2 separate regions of the Anser cygnoides genome follow, and region 1 is linked to region 2. Evidence: chromatin contacts called from public Hi-C data. All regions are on one chromosome and are shown on one strand. The core of a region is the stretch at or near the end of the contact, and the rest is flanking DNA. Distances in the headings are between cores, read along the strand shown.

The links. A called contact is a pair of places that touch in the nucleus more often than the background predicts.
Region 1: a Hi-C map of liver shows a contact between it and region 2, with 6 times the contacts expected there. The contact joins the promoter of FZD5 here to the enhancer-like site in region 2. A contact is called at or near these places in 3 of 7 Hi-C or Micro-C datasets (fetal liver and liver).

The regions. Positions count from the first base shown.
Region 1 is chr6:14,594,410-14,598,488 of Taihu_goose_T2T_genome, reverse strand. It overlaps FZD5 (frizzled class receptor 5), which reads right to left and starts at 1,943. Exons shown (of 1, transcript XM_013171169.3): 1 at 1-1,943. The coding sequence starts at 1,802. The coding sequence ends at 72.
Region 2 is chr6:14,521,764-14,525,392 of Taihu_goose_T2T_genome, reverse strand. The region is part of intron 2 of PLEKHM3 (pleckstrin homology domain containing M3); the gene reads right to left. Among named protein-coding and RNA genes, the nearest start is that of PLEKHM3, 22 kb to the right of the region's middle. Within about 2 kb of position 1,417, at least 1 of the 3 cell types and tissues checked has open chromatin away from gene starts, as enhancers often do. A contact at or near this core is called in liver, where this site is marked.

The DNA of each region.
Region 1 (4,079 bases), core at 694-3,193, 73 kb before region 2:
CACCACTCCCTCTTCTGCGGCACGGGGTCTTTGCAACCCTCTGTGGCTGGGGTCACCGAGGCTCCCTCCGGTCACACATGGGACAGTGGGACCTGCTTGTGGTAGGAGGCCATGCTGGGCAGCACCGTCCTGCCTGCCAGCGCCGGACTGGCCTCGCCGTATGCGGCAGCAGCCGCGGGCTTCCTGGGCCGGCAGCAGCGGGCTGTGAAGCGCCTCCAAGAGTCGAGCGTTTTGCCAGACCAGATCCAGACGCCAGAGGTGATGCCCACCACAAGGCACATGAAGTACTTGAGCATGAAGACAGCGTAGTCAGGCTTGGGGCGGTGGGGGTCCCCTGGGCAGGAGCAGTTCTGCGCCTGCTCCCACGCCTCCCGGTTGTGCTGCTCATAGATGTAGCAGGCAATGACGATGGTGGCAGGCACGGTGTAGAGTACAGTGAAGATGCCAATGCGGATCATCAGCTTCTCCAGCTTGTCGGTCTTGGTGCCACCCTGCTTGATCACGCTGCGGATGCGGAACAGCGAGACGAAGCCAGCTAGCAGGAAGAGGCTGCCAGTGAACAGATAAACCACCAGCGGCGCCAGCACGAAGCCCCGCAGGTTCTCCAGGCTCTGGTTGCCCACATAGCAAACCCCAGCCACTGGATCACCATCCACAGAGCTGAGTGCCAGCACGGCTATGGACTTGGCGCTGGGGATGAGCCAGGCGGCCAGGTGGAAGTACTGCGCGTAGCTGGCGATGGCCTCGTTGCCCCACTTCATGCCGGCAGCCAGGAACCAGGTGAGGGACAGGATGACCCACCAGATGGAGCTGGCCATGCCAAAGAAGTAGAGGAGAAGGAAGACCACAGTGCAGAGCGCGGGGCCTGTGGTCTCGTAGTGGATGTGGTGGTGCTCGGGATTGCAAGCCACGTTGGCGTGCCCTGCCACCAGCCGCACGATGTAGCCCACAGAGACAAAGAGGTAGCACGCAGAGAGGAAGATGATGGGACGCTCGGGGTACTTGAAACGCTCCATGTCAATGAGAAAGGTGGCCACGGTGGTGGAGGTGGACAGGAAGCAGAGGATGGACCAGAGGCCAATCCAGAAGGTGGCGAAGGTCTTCTCGTCCTGGGTGAAGTAGGGCTGGTAGCAGGGCATGGCACAGTTGACCACCTGCCCGGTCCTTACACGGTTGTACAGCGGATGGGACTCCTTGGAGATGGGGATCAGCGGCGCTTTGCACTTGCAAGTCTGCCCGCACTCCGTCCCCCCGGGGCGCTGCCCACCAAGCGGCGTCAGGTTTTTGGCTGTGTCTTTGGCCGGGCGCGTGGGCTTCCCGAAGAAAGGCGGCAAGGTGGTGGCCTCCGTGTGGTTGTAGCCCATGCAGAGCACCTCGGTGTCCCCCAGCACCGGCAGGCTGTCGCAGCTCATCCTCTCGGGCCAGGCGAAGCCGTACTGCTGCATGATGGGCGAGCAGCCGGCCTTGGCCCGCTCGCAGACGGAGCGGCAGGGGGGCAGCGGCTTGGTGTAGTCAGGCAGGCAGATGGGGGTGTACATGCTGCAGAGGAAGAAGCGCAGGTCCGGGGAGCACTGGATCTCCACCAGCGGCCAGAACTGGTGCACCTCCAGCCCGGCCTCGTCCTGCGTGTCGTGGTTGAACTGGTTGGGCATGTAGGTGAGGTTGTAGCCGATGCCCTTGCACATCGGCACCGTGATCTCCTGGCACACCAGCCCCTTGGAAGCGGCGCGCCCCGCCGCCGGCAGCCCCAGCAGCAGCGGCAGCCCCAGCAGCAGCGGCGCCGGCAGAGCCCGGCCGCCCATCGCCGCCCCGCGCCCTACCGCCGCCGCATGCCCCGGGCGCCTGCCCCTGCCGCCGCCGCCGCGCCGAGAGCGGGGCCGGGAGCGGGGCCCCGCGGGACCGGGACCGGGACCGGGACCGGGACCGCCGCCGCCGCCGCCACCTGCGCTCTGGGGCGGCCGCGAGCCCCCGCGCCGCGCCGCGCCGCCGGCCCCGCCCCGGCCCCGCCCCGGCCCGCCCCGCCGGGCTCCCCGGGCCGCCCCCGGCCCCGCCGCCGCCCCCGCCCCGCCGCGGCAGCGCCCCCCGGCGGGCCCCGGCCCCGCCGCCCGAGCCCAGCCCGCGGGGCGGCCGGCGCTGCTCGGGCCGGGCGGGCGGCGGGGGCAGCGGGGGCAGCGGGGGCAGCGGGGCAGGGCAGCCCCCGCCAGGCGGCTTCTCCCCGGCCGCTCATCCCGCGGGCAGGACGCGGTGTGGGTGCCGGCCGGCACGGCGCCAGCCCCGGCTGCCACACGCCAAGGTCCTCAGCGGCTTTAAGGCCGCGCACCTCACGGCCGCCTCCGAAACGCTCCGTGTCTACACGTGCACCCAGCCTTGGCGTGTGCAGCATTTGGCACTGGCAACCCTGAAGCTGAACAACTTTATTTAAAAAAAAAGGCAAACCCAAAGCTGTGGTGAGTCCCCATACCACTTCGCTTTACGCTGCAAGTTTTGCCAGCGCTGAAGCTGTACGGCACAGCATTACCAGTCACGTGCTCCGCTGAAACACAATAGCATATCCCTGTAGCAGGAGTCATAACTTTTAATTCTCCTCGGCAATGAGTTTCTGTGAACTAGCAGCCCAGCAGAAAGCAATCACAGACAGTTTCATTATGGCTTTCAGTTGATTATCCAAATTACAGCTGAGAGCAGAGGGCAGCCTTTTTATTATCATCATTGCTGTACAATTAGAAAACGCTGATGAAGCTCCGCAAGAGCAGAAATTCTCATTTTTGCTGGTATTTTTCATTTTTATAATCATTCCCTTGGGCAATATCTTGGTTTGATTTGACACACAATGAGGAACAGGTACGTAGGGGGGAAGGGAGCAGATAAGAAGAAGGGGAAAATGGGGCAGCTCTTCATTTCAGTTAATCTATCAGCTCTTGTAGCCTGGTTGAGGTTTTGCCTCTCCTCCAGATGTATCTAATTCTCAGAGCCTGGCTGTAAATAATGCTGCATTTGCTACACTGGGGACACATAAAATCCAATTAAGAGACAGGTAGACATCTGTTGGCTTGCTCTGTGCTTCTGTTTCCTTTTTGGTTTTATGAATATGTAGCAGAGCAACCAGAACAGGATTAAATATGGTGTAAGTGCAAGTACAGTTGATAGGCTTGTTATTCATCTCTACAGTGTGGTGCGAGAGTACAGTGCTGTACGTGCATACAGCACCATTAGTGACAGAAGCTGCGCCTGCACGAAACCTACCGTGCCAAATCCTGGAGACAAAAGAAAAAGTGTTTCTCACCCCTAAGACCTTTCTGCCATTGTTAATAAACTCTACAAATTATTAGGAAATTGCTTTACCTTTAATCCCTGTGCAGAGGCGTTCATGAAGCTCCACCATGCCAGACAGGTCTGCTCGGAAGCCTGGCCCGGCCCTGCTCATGGCTCCAGCCCGAAGGACAGGGGCAGGGGCTGGCAGCGCGTGTCCTCACGGACGCCCCTTTCACTCACTGGTGCATTTCCAGCTGGGATGCAGTGGTTTCTGGTAGGAACAGAGAATAAGAAGGTGGTAAATACTTCTGCTTTTGGTTCTTTCCCTGCTGTATTGTCAGCATTCACAGTTTACCAACTACTTTTGGGAAGGATATCGTGACTTTTAAAACACTTTAGGGAAGGGCTGAGCGAGCTTCCTTGGCAAAGACCAGCTGTTGCTCTTGCCCTTGTTGGAGAACCCAGCGGACATCTGCAAGGAGCTTTTCAGCTCAGGCTGCGGGCAGGGACAAAGCCAGGAGCAGCGACCTCGCTGTACCCAAGCCGGGCTGGAACCACGGCTCTGCTGCAGGACCCGCGAGCCGGCCCCAGCCCTCGACCCCTCTTGCTTGGAGCAGCAAATCCCGGTTTTGCCAGCGCTGCCAAGTCCCAGGCTGCCAGGAGGGAGGTGACTCGGGGCTCCTGGTGCTGGCGGGCAGCCTGTCACTCACCCCAGCTGGAGGCCGTGCTAGCTCAGGCGCTGCTCGAATTAGCAGTGACCCCTGATAACCACGGCTTAGAGAAGGCTGTCGGCTTCCACCCCTTTGCGCTCCCACCTGAGACACAAG
Region 2 (3,629 bases), core at 168-2,667:
ACAATCAGTCATTTCTCTTAAAAACAGATAAATAAATCTCTCTCTTCTTGGACTAGTGCTGAAAAAAACATATACTAACTTGGGCATCTAAGACAAGGACAGTTCAAAGAGCAGTCACAGGGTACTTAGCACCTCTCAAGAAACAAAGGCAGAAGACCAACTGTGAAAGGATGGGCGTTTAAAAGCCACCGGTATCTGAGAAACATGACCTGAAGTCCAGACAGAAAATACCAGACCATGCTCCAGACAGCTCCCATTTCCCCCCCAGCAGAACGGCCAGCAGTCACAGCCTGGGGGAGCGCAAGCCAGCCCCTGCTGACAGCCAGACGGGATGCTGACTTGGCAGGTAGGACTTCACCACAGAACTGGCATGGACATGGCAAAGCACAGCCAGATCACGAATATTAACTGCGAGCAGCAGTCACACTGACTACAAGTACTCGATGACCTCTAGTAGTGGGGCAGATCAGTCCCCTGCATTAACTAATAAAGAAGAACTAATTGAGACCTCTTCTTCACCTAACCACCCGTTTTCACAAAACACATATAAAGCCACAGTATCTGACACCCTTCCCTTTCTCTCAGCTGTGTCTAAAATGGGCAAACAGGTTCAAATAATAAATATTAAAGTGGAGGGCTGGAAGACAGATGGCACAGTCACATTAAACTACCTGTTCAGGAAGTGAGGCTAAAAATGTTTGCGTAAGGCATAATGAGATGTCTGTGGTTGTTATTAACACCTCTTTCACACGGCACACGATGGTATTTCTGCTTTTCCTTCACTGCTAGTGTCCTCATGTGACATTTACAGCTATAGGCACAATTAGCACCAGAGCCCCTCTCTGGCACGTGCTGCAGGCTGCGAGTTTCTGCTGGAGCTGGTTAGTAATGCTGATTAGCAGAATCCTTGCACATTACTTTTACAGTAAAAATACTGGTTAAAGTTTCACAAGCAGAAGTAAACTGACTGCCTGCTTTTGTCACTATAACTGATTTAACGGTTGGACTTTTGGACTTGCTGATCTTAGAGGTCTTTTCCAACCTAAATAATTCTATGATTCTGTTTATTGTAATTATGCAACTTGTCTCAGAGAAAAAGTATTTATTTATTTTCCCCAGTAGAAGTTATTCTTATTTGGAGAGAGCTTGCAGCTCCACTACTGTAGTCACAAATTGAACTCCTCCTTATCCCCATTAGCTCATGCTACCATGTCCTCTCTGCTCTAATCAAAATCATTAGAATAACCTGACCGACACAATTAGTTCACTTCCTCCACTTCCACACTCCAGAGCCATTTGGCCACTGACTCTGCAATACACACTATCGAATAAATCAGTGTGGGACATGTCCTCTCTTTCTATCCACCCCACCTTTTTTTCCTGCAGTGAGGGTATGCAGTTTCTTATAAAATGCAAACATGAACAGAGTTCAGTTGATGAAATAAATACTTGAGCTAGTATTTCCTCCTTTACCATTCATAAAATGAGTGTTAAGCATAAGCACATATCAAGTGATATTACTCAAGATACATAATGCAAAAATGTGATCTCATCTGAGCTAATTATTAAAGAGAAAAGCCAAATATGACTGTAGATTGTTGTCATTATAGAAATATTTTTGTGTATGGTACACAGTGGCAGCACTTTTTGCAAGGCAGTATTTTTTAGGGCAGAAATGTGATGCAGATGTGCCTTTATACGGGTAAAGTCAAAACAAATAATTCAGCAATGTGTTACAAAACAAGATGACCTATGATTGTGGCTTGGGATCAGAATGCAGAAGCTAACAACCTCCTAGAGAGGCAGTTAATACCCCAAGCCTGTCAGTGTTCAAGAAATGGACAGTGCTCTCATTAATATGCTTTAACTTTTAGTTAGCCCTGAAGTGATCAGGCAGTTGGACCAAATGATCTTTGAAGGTCCCTTCCAACTGAACTATTTGATTCTTTCCTAAAAACTTCATATTTCCCTCAGTGCAAAGCAAGCATTTTCCTGTCCTTTCTTTCCTTTTCTGTTCTGTACTTTTTAAAAAAATGCAATTTCCAGACCAGTCATTCAAAAGAATTCCCATGCAGTCCTGCTCCACAATGCTGTTATGCATAAAGTCAGCAGGCACACCTGGTAGTAAGCTCAGTATCAGTACTCGGTAGTGCATATAGAATTTTTCTTTTTATTTTTAAAATGTCTTAATACATCAAGGTGAAGGTTTTGAACAGCTGAAGAGACATGAAAAAAACAGTCCGGCTCATCTGACAAGATACTTGTCTATTAGCTCTGCAAGATGCTGGCAGAAGGTACTCACACTGTTGCTATGGAGCCCATGTTTTTAAGAGCGCAACAGAGGTAAATCCTGCTCCTCTGGAAGGGAAACAGAAAAATACGACCCCTCCTCTACTCATGGAGCAAGATGAAGTAATACACAAAAGAGAGCATTCCTTGCCCTTTCCAAAGCTAAACAGGAGCAAGCCCTCAGAAAGGATAATGTTTGTGTTAGCACTATCTTGGTACAGCATGCTTTTCTGCGCCAGCATGGCTGAAAGAAGTGGTGAAGGGTCTAAGTCTTTCTCTTCACAAGATGCCTCTGAATTTGGTATCACAGAAAAGCAGCGTAGCATCAGTCTTGATGCCTCAACTGACTCCAGTTGAAGCATTCATTACATACAGCAATCCCTTCACACTGGATGAAACAGAGGCTGGTAAATGACACGCAGAGTTTTTTTAGCTCAATGTGTTTGGGCCACCTGATGCAGTACAAGTGATAAAGCTGTGGCTGAATGTGACTGATGTCTCCTAACTCAACGCCATTAAAACTTTTATAAACATTCCCCACTAGCCAACACTTACCTTTCCGGGGGGTGAGGATGGCAATGGGACGGGATGCACCAGTTTCACCTAACTGCTAGTGCACTCCCTGCCACTCCACAAGCTGCTCGTTTGTCTTAGCACCCTAGCTCCTCTTAGTTAGACTGATGGCAACAACATGCTAAACCTCTTAGCTTTGATTTGTCATCATCCTAAATTGAAATGTTTGTAGCTGAGAAGGCCCTATTGTAAGGCCCAATATCCTACCATCTCCTAGAGCCAGAAACTTGTTCCAGTCTATGACGAGAGCTTCCTCTGGACATGACTGACAAAGCGCAGAAGTGCTGGGGGCCTTCCCTCCTCCTCCTGCCCGCAGAGGGCTACATGCAGCGCGTAACAACTGAAGGTCTCTGAGGTGAGGAGGGTCTCAGTAGGCAAGCATGGCTTTATAAGGAGGAGGAAGTGGAAGAAGTTTCTACCCAAGCAGCATGCATTGCTTTCTCCCTCATTCCAGTACTGCTCTGAGTCCATGCTTCTGTTTCTCAGAAATGCATTTTTACACAGAGTATTTCCCTCTGTATGAAGTATGGTGCTTCATATCTTCGAGTAAACCATATTCTGCAAAGGGAGTGTGGCACAGGCACCTACATTTTCCCTTAACTTACAAGCACTGCTTTTGGAAAATCACCATCCTTTCCATCCCTATCTGTTGTGATTCATAATGATGGCTATTTCTACAATTCTTTCAAATCAAGTTATCAAAGCACTGATTTTCTTTGATGTTATGCAGTTCAAAGTGATGTAGTGTGACAAACATATTTCTGTGG